2 separate regions of the Mus musculus genome follow, and region 1 is linked to region 2. A link is a contact called in public Hi-C data. All regions are on one chromosome and are shown on one strand. The core of a region is the stretch at or near the end of the contact, and the rest is flanking DNA. Distances in the headings are between cores, read along the strand shown.

Region 1 (4,223 bases), core at 646-3,145, 140 kb after region 2:
TGAGGTAGGAAGTGAGTGGAGCCAGCTCTGTCCTGATGTTCTGCACAGTAAAAAAAAGTAGGCTGAGCAAGCTGTACAGAGCAAGCTAATAATCAATGCTCTTTCATGTTCTCTGGTCCAGTGCCTGCCTTTGGTTCCTGACTTGAGTTCCTATCCTGATTTCCTTCATAATGGACTATAAACTATGAGATGAAATAAAACCTTTCCTCCCCAAGTGATTTCTGCTCATGGTGTTTGTCACAGCAGTAGAAAGCCAAACTAAGTATTAGGTATTAGTGGGATGAGAACAATGCATTATTAGGTAGATTCCAAACAGCAGAAACCCCAAATTAAAGATGAAATGGGATAGCCATTAACTTACTTTTAAGCTTCCTGACAGCCAAAATACAAAACAACACAAAACAACAAAAAGTATAGTCATTTAAAAAGACTGAAATATATCTTAGAAGATCAATGCTATTACTGGATGAGAATTTCTAGAGAAAATATATTTCCACACTTTTTCTAAGGTGTTCAGTTAGTGTAATAGCATGGAGCCATCAATAGTATCCTTGAGCTAAATGTAGCAATGTAACAACAAGCTTGTCAATAAAAACCACATACTTGGATTGCTTTGAGATACTGGGATTAAACCAAAGCAATTCACAGACACTATGAATTAATTAAAGAAGAACTTCTAGAATTACATATAAAATGAGAATCCTAAGGAATACAAGAAGAGATGATCTCAAAGTTACTTTGTCTTGGTCATTGAAAGGTTATTTTTATTTCTTAGGAAAAATAATTCAAGAAAACAAAATTAATAATGCTTTGAAAGAAAAAGCAGAAAACTTCCATGAAAGGATAAACCAGTTGTGTCAATCACCTTGAATTATATATTAACCCCCATGAGCCCCACTTGCATGGTCTTCCACCATCATTTCTTGTGGAACAAAGTCCTATTTGAATCATTGTCCCTTGCTAAATGCCACACATATTTGCACATAATAGTTAACCCTGTGTGTGTGTGTGTGTGTGTATGTGTGTGTGTGTGTGTGTGTGTGTGTGCCCGAGGCAATTATGTTTGTCTCTCAGCTTGATTGGGTTAAAAACACTTAAGGAGTTAATAAAATACCTCTGGGTACGTTTGTGACGGTACTCTCCAGAGACTGGATCAGAAGTTCTATGACCTAGTGAATAGATTACTCCCTTGATTAGTTCACAATAACACTGTATTATGGGAAGTGGTGGAAGGAAGGGGGCAGGCCTAGCTGGAAGAAGTGGGTCACTGGTGGTATGCATCTGGTGGTTATATCTTGTGCCAGTCTCTTCCTGTGCCCTGTTTTCGGTGCTTCCCATTCAGCCTGGCCACATGTTCTTACCATCATACTGTTCTGCCCAAGTGCACTGTGCCACAAAACTAGAATATGAAATGAATCCTCTGAAACTATGTACCTCCCTCCTTAAGTAGCCTTTTTTTTTTTTTGTCTTTTCCTCCCTTTTTGGTCATGACCATAAGAAAAAATGAACAACACAGCACATTTTACTGTAATTGTTTAATGTCTGACTTCCCTGCTGGAAAGATGAGAAACTGGCTTCTTTGACATGTCAATTCTTGGTATGGTACATGGTTCAGTATGGAAAAATAATCAATAAGCTAATTCACTACAGAAGTCTGGACTTTGGGGACCATATTATATGCCCTCAAAATGTTTAAATCCTAACCAAGATAAGGGTTTGTTTTTAGAGTAGATGAGCTAAAATGAGATTGCATGGAGAGCTGGATGTAGATATGTATCTGGAGAAACCAAGGTGCGAATAGTCAGGTATGAACACAATCCTGGAAGAGGCAGCTTCCTTCCCAGACTTCTGGAGGAACCTTGTGAACAGTCTGACCTCACTCTTGTGTCTTTCACACAGCCAGACAGGAAGTTCCTGTTGTTTCAAATCTTAGTTCCTTTTATGAAATGGCCTTCACTTAAGTCACTACAGTGACCTTAAGATCCTTTCTGTGGTCCACTTTCTACAAATAGGGTTTTCCTCACGAGGCTTTATAAGGACAGAGAAGGCTACACTGCCTTAGTCAGCAGCCATACTATGGTGACAAAGGCCATACCTATGTGGAGTCTGACATCTGTTCCAGTAAAGATGGCGCCTTTCTCCCCATTTCCCAGGCTTCTGTGAAACACACTCACACGCATCCATCTTACAATACAACCTCCGATGCTAACTTGCTTATGATTTTGACCAGTTGACTAGACTCCCTGGGTTTCCTCATGCTAAGACACAAGTGGAAGAATCTATGAAAGTCTAAATTATGGCATTAGACACGAAACTCCTAATCTGGTCCCCAATGCACATTAAAGAGTCTGAAAGCTGTCAGTGTACTCCCTTTGCTTTCTTGTTCTGCTTGTACTGAAATATAGATTTCCTCTCCAAGAAAGTGAGTAGGCTCTTAAATGCTATAACAATGTTAAGGCATTTTCCTTTAATATTATAATTTAACAATCTTGTACACTATTTAGAAGGTCAAGGAGATAGTTTGGGAAAAAAAAGAAAAAAAAGAAAGATGATAAATAGATGCCATTTCAGTTTAAGAGGAGAAATACAGTGTGTGTGTGTGTTTGTGTGTGTGTGTGTGTGTGTGTGTGTGTGTGTGTGTGTGTGTGTATGCACATGAACCACACATCCAAACTGGCATTTTAAATTTCTCATTAAAAAACAATTCTGGTTCATTGAGTTTACTTATAAACTCTGGCTAAGGTTTACACTTAAACAAATGTGTTTAATTCCATTGCACACCACCAAATTAGTCTAAGTGTAAACTCAAACTCCATATCTTACAAATGTGTTTTTCCATGCTCCTTTGTTCTAATTTTCATTGTTTAATTTTTTTTCTGCATCGCTTTTCAGTAACTATGTGTTCTTTACCAAGCCAAGGAGGGAAAACCAAACAGAAGCCGGGGAGAAGAGATATAAATGTGAAGCTGTTAGATTCCAGCGATTGCTTTCTAAAGAGTAAAGCTACCACTTGAGCCAGGACTAGCTAGAGAGAGATTGTGTTGGCACAAGTCCATTTCTGATGACTGGATTGGGGGAAATCAGCACTTTTGTTTCCTCAAAGCCCTCAATACTTTTGCAAGAAAATTCAGACTTAGGTCAACACCATATTACATAGAATGACTCCATTTCAACTACTAAACAGGGCCCAGCATGGTATACAAGTTAAAAGTCCCAATGAACACAGATGAGCATCTATTAGGAATTCCCACCACACTGTTGGAATTCAGGTTTGAATCCTAAAATGTTTGATGAGATTAAAATAAACAGCTGGTCAGTTCTCTCCAAACAGAAACACGAATGCTAAGGAGAACTGATAGCTGTCATTCTAACATCAGACAAAGAAGCAAGAAAACCATAAAAAGTACTCATAAACATATGTAACCCAGGAAGGTTCTCTTGCAGAGACACAGAGTATTAAATACAAGACATTATCAGGCCATTCTCTAATATAATCCAATAGGAAAAGACAAAGTCGCTGTACCCATCCTGCAGAAGGCTGAGAAATCAGAGCTAAGTACTCTGAAGGGCCCTTTTCCAGGTCCTTAGTTTCTACTTAGAAACACTGTTAATCTCCCAAAGCCATTCTTCCTCTCTAAATGAGCAGAATGATTCTGTCACTGATGACCCGCAATACTTTGGAGCTAGAATGTCCCCCAAGGGATCATGTGTTAAAGATTTTGTCACCAGCCTGTAGAACTTTTGGGAGGTGATTAAACTACTAGGAAGTGGAGTCTTCTGCAAGGAACTTACGTCATTTGGGGTTTGAGCTTCAGGTTACAGTCCATCATTAAAGGAAGTCTTGGCAGGAAGCTGGAAGCAGGAACTAAAGTAGAAACCATGGGAAGACAATGGTTACTGGTCACTCTCTGGCCACTAGCATAAAGCCCAGGCCCACCTCTCAGGGATGATACTGCTCACAGTATGCTGGGCCCTCCCATGTCTACCAAGAAGATGCCCCTACAGACATGCCTATGGGCCAATCTGATGGAAACAATTCCTTAACAGAGATCCCCTTTTCCCAGGTATGCCTAGGTATGTTTCAAGTTGAAAAACAAAACAACAAAACATCTAGTATCTTCATTAGAGTCTAATCTTATCCCAAATTCGCTTTTATAGTAAATATACTCCTGCCATAATTAATCTGCTTCTGAGATAATGACTAATTAATTAATTGATCTATT
Region 2 (4,165 bases), core at 1,315-3,814:
GAAGCAGTCACACTCACTAATTTGCATGTTTCTCATTACTATATTTATGCTATAAAGTCGGAGATGGGTAACTAATTACAAAAGCCACGGGGCCTACAGGTCCAAAATATTTACTAGATGGCCCTTTGTCAAAGACCCCCCCACACCCCATATCTCATATCACTATTGATTTCCCTTCTCTGACTCACTTCCCTATTTCATTACTCCACTCCTTACCCCAGCCCACCACTGACTAGGTAAGATACCAGCAACCATTCTGTCCTCTTAACTCTTAGAGGAACCTCAACTAAGATCTTGCTAGTATCTTCCTGAATTCAATAGCCAACACAATGCCCAGCAGAAACGGGCTTTCAAATATTTCTTTTACAAGTTCACACACAGAAACTTGAAAGTGGATGCTTAGTCACCAAAATACAAGACCTTGTTAAACACAGAGACATCTCTAAAAAGAATGCCAAGAACTGGTAAATGAATGGATAGAGCTTCGAAGCATTATTGGAGCCCTTCTCTGCCCAGTTACACCCCTGGCTTAGGAAATCCCAGTATCACAACATTATGAATTCAGTTTCCCTGCAGGCATGCTCTGTGATGGGACATAGACTCTAAGACTAGGTATGCAGTCCCAACACCTGAATCTGATGCTTAAGACAGATGCTTCAGTAAACTCCTAATCAAAGCCAAAGTGATGATCAGAGACAGGAGGAATTCGGTAGGCCTGGAACTTGTCCTGCATCTACTTCCCTGTGTCTGGAACTGGCATCTCCCTTTAGTCCCTCAGCAGTTCTGCAAAATAGGGAAAAACAGCTTGAATTTATTGCCTCAGGATACATGGGAAGATGGGTCCTGCAGACCAGGTATAATCTTTCTCTAAGTGTACACTTTCCATTTGGTTAAATATAAAAATGTCAGTGTGCACTGCATTCGGACTAGCTGTGTGTCTAAGAGACAATGTCTCATTAAAGTCATGCTACAGTTTTTACACGAGAAGGCAGCTCATTTCTAAGGCTATAACAAAGCCATGACACAGTCCCACAAGGCAGCTTGTGGTCCTTATGCTGAGTCATTGATTTAGGAGAAACGTTGGTGTTTGGTGCATCCTTGTCCCAGAAATATCCATCACTTTGTCTTCATAAAACCTCTGTAAGACAAGCCATTCTTCCTTTGCATGGGTGATTAATGCAGGGAACCTGACAAGCCTTTCTAATGTATGCAATTAGCAATAAACATGGTCAAGAGTCAAATTCAGAGATCTGAAGAGCACTCTTCCAGAGGCAGAGGAGGTTCGATTCCCAACACTCACATGACAGCTGGCAGCCCTCTGTAACTTTAGTCCCAGGGAATCTGACACCCTCTTCTGGCTTTTAAGAGAAAAATACTATCCCACATAAAGTCAAATTAAATAAATTTCAAAAAAAATTAAGATTAAAACTCAGAAAATTCACTGAACATGGTGACTGGCACAAGCTTTAATCTCAGCACTTGAGAGGCAGAGGCAGGCAGATCTCTGAGTTTGCGGTCACCCAGGTCTACAGAGTGAGTTCCAGGTCATCCAGGGCTACAAAGAGAAACCTTTTCTCAAAATCAATCAAACAAAAACAACAGCAGCAGCAAACAGCAAACTCTGTCAGTTTGCTGACAAAGGCAGGCCTTCCTAACTCAGACTGACCGCTTTCTAACCTAAATTTCAAACCAGGTCTCCAGACTCCAGACTGTGTTTAATCTTCTCTCAGAGAGGATGCTAGCCAGGAAGAGCAGCCTAGTACCTTCCATGATCCCAGTGAGGATGAAAATTTGCAACTCAGAGTATGGAGAAAGATGAGGAAGGGATCAGAGGATCCAGGAATAGCCTTCCAAAAACACTGGGCAAATGGCAAAGGGCAAAGGGCCTGCATCCTGTGTGATAGCCATATGAAGGAATGCCCCAGTATGGTCCCATCCTGGCACAGAAGCATGCATGATTAGAACTATGGCTTCTAGAAGATTAGAACCATGCCTTCTGCATTTCACTATTTTGCTTACCAAGCTCAGTAACTGTCTACAGAGTCAATGAATAAAGAGCTTTGCTACTCCAGGTCTTTTTTTTTTTTTAAGGGTATTAGGAAAGTGAAAGGAGGGTGAGAAAACAAAACCCATGGGAGCTTGAGTGTGTCCAAAGTGCATTCAGGAGATTAATGAAATAGAAAAAAAGTGTGAAAGAGCTAAGACATAAATCTTGACTGGCAGAGAAAATACAAAGAGCAGAGCGGTCTGCAATATTTGAAGGGGGAACATAAGAACGGGAAGAATCATTTCTTGCCAGTTTTTAACATGGTTGGTGCAGAGACACGAGATCTGGATAGGCAATCTGGGACGGGGACTTTGGAGTTCCTAGACTCCAGACTCGGCTTTCAGTGATCTGGAATTAACTCCCTGCCTCTTCCACACTAACTCCACAAGTGCAAAGAGCCCTGATCATCCTAGGCAGGCTATCTGGCCAGTGAAGCTCACTATCTTGTAAGGAAGAGAGAGTCAAAAATAGCCAGGCAGCACAGTGGTGCATTTCACAATGGGAGGTGCAGCAGGACTTCGGTGGTTGACATGGCTTAGGAAACAGGAAGTCTCCCCTGGACAGGGGATGGTCAACTGAAATAGGAGAATGAGGAAATACCTGCCATTTCAGACAAGGAGAGCAGGCTCCAGGAAGAGGGAAAACTATGAGAGAGCGGAAGGCAGTCAGAACATGAGCGGGTATCCAGAAAACTAGGAGGGGATTGGTATATAAGAGCATCTGACAATTCAGAGACACTCAGTCCAGAGCCAGCAAGAACTGTCACATATTGGTAGGCCATCTTCAGAGCAGCGGGGAGCTTCCAGCACTTCAGCAGGATCAGACTTGTCTAATACTATGTCTCAGAGAGTAGATTTAGTAGTAAAAAAAAAAAAAAAAAAAAAAGGAAGCCATCATAGCCTCTGAAAAGAATGCATAAAGCTGTCCTAGGGGACTGGCACATGAGCTGAGTGTGTCCCAGCTCTGCCACAGCCTCACCACGCTGCTGCTCAATGACTCATGGTTTATTCTTAGTGTGTCTGTGTAGAAATGACAAGACGTTCCTGCCAAGCAAAATGCTAACTGGACAATGTGTTGTCAGAGAAGCACTTGGGACCACATTCAGGAAATTTCTTAGACAATCACAAGCAACTCTGTCTTATTTTTCTTTTTCCAAAGTTCTCCAGAGAGGATGACTTTGGGCCTTTCTGATCAATCTGAATGAATGGCATAGTCAAGGACTCATGGTATCTGCAAATGAAGTTTTTCTTTTAATACCAAACCAAGCATTATAAAGGTTCTACCAGCCAACCAAATTTTCTGTTTTCCATCTCTCCTTGAACATAAACTACTCCATGTCTCTTATTGACCATAGCCTTCCCCTTCATTCTCTAGCACCACCAAGTACAGCCAATGCATTTCCTTGGCTACATGGTACTAGCATTCATCCATGAGGCACCCTGACCCAACTAAGCCTGACTATAGATGGAACTCTCTTGCATGACCCTCTCATGTCCCAGCCAACCTAGGACTTCATGGCCTAGAAAAGTTGTGCAATTTGGTGTTGGCCTTCAGTGGGCCAGGGATGGGCACCAGATGAACACTGCGTGCCTGCTCTCTGGACAGACACTCACCCAAGTTCTCTACCCAATGTTCTATAGCCTGTGGCTTGATCTGTTGACATCATTTGCCAAGTAAGTGCATGGCCACAAGTCTAACTGGTAAGTCAAGCCACCATGATCAAAGCTTACATAACCCTGGCGAGGATCCCTGCTCTGTGTCCTATTTCCTCATCTGTTGTGTGGTGTTAATAATGGTATCTGCTTTGTGAGTTGTTTGTAGGGGTCAAATGAAACAGTTTGAGAAGCAGTTAATGAATATTTACTACCGCTACTGTGGTAATGATGGTGATAGGGATAGGGGCTACAAAGTTGGAAGGATTCTTTTACTACTTTGCAATAAAACTTAATGAGTGGTAAAGTGAGCCCAGACTTTGCCATGTTTCTCTAATGTATCTACTTGTGACCTCTACTTTCTAAAGCTGGGGTAGTAAAGGCAAATCTCTACAAGACTGTGGTTTGTGGCAAGTCTTTTCTACCCTGTGGGGAGCCTGGGATAGTAGAGCAGAAAGAGTGAATC

The links. Hi-C and Micro-C count contacts between places; a contact is called where the count stands out from the background.
Region 1: a contact with region 2 is called in a Hi-C map of bone marrow-derived macrophages, with 1.7 times the contacts expected there. The contact joins two enhancer-like sites. A contact is called at or near these places in 2 of 484 Hi-C or Micro-C datasets (bone marrow-derived macrophages and macrophages) and 2 of 115 datasets of contacts at active chromatin or transcription factors (microglia and neural progenitor cells).

The regions. Positions count from the first base shown.
Region 1 is chr5:43,183,741-43,187,963 of GRCm38.p6, forward strand. Gm7854 (predicted gene 7854) reads right to left here. Exons shown (of 8, transcript NR_028417.2): 5 at 3,793-3,865. Among named protein-coding and RNA genes, the nearest start is that of Gm46911, 25 kb to the right of the region's middle. Within about 2 kb of position 1,896, at least 24 of the 459 cell types and tissues checked have an H3K27ac peak or open chromatin away from gene starts, as enhancers often do. A contact at or near this core is called in bone marrow-derived macrophages and microglia, where this site is marked.
Region 2 is chr5:43,045,852-43,050,016 of GRCm38.p6, forward strand. No RefSeq gene overlaps it. Among named protein-coding and RNA genes, the nearest start is that of Gm43700, 9.4 kb to the left of the region's middle. Within about 2 kb of position 2,565, at least 91 of the 459 cell types and tissues checked have an H3K27ac peak or open chromatin away from gene starts, as enhancers often do. A contact at or near this core is called in bone marrow-derived macrophages and microglia, where this site is marked.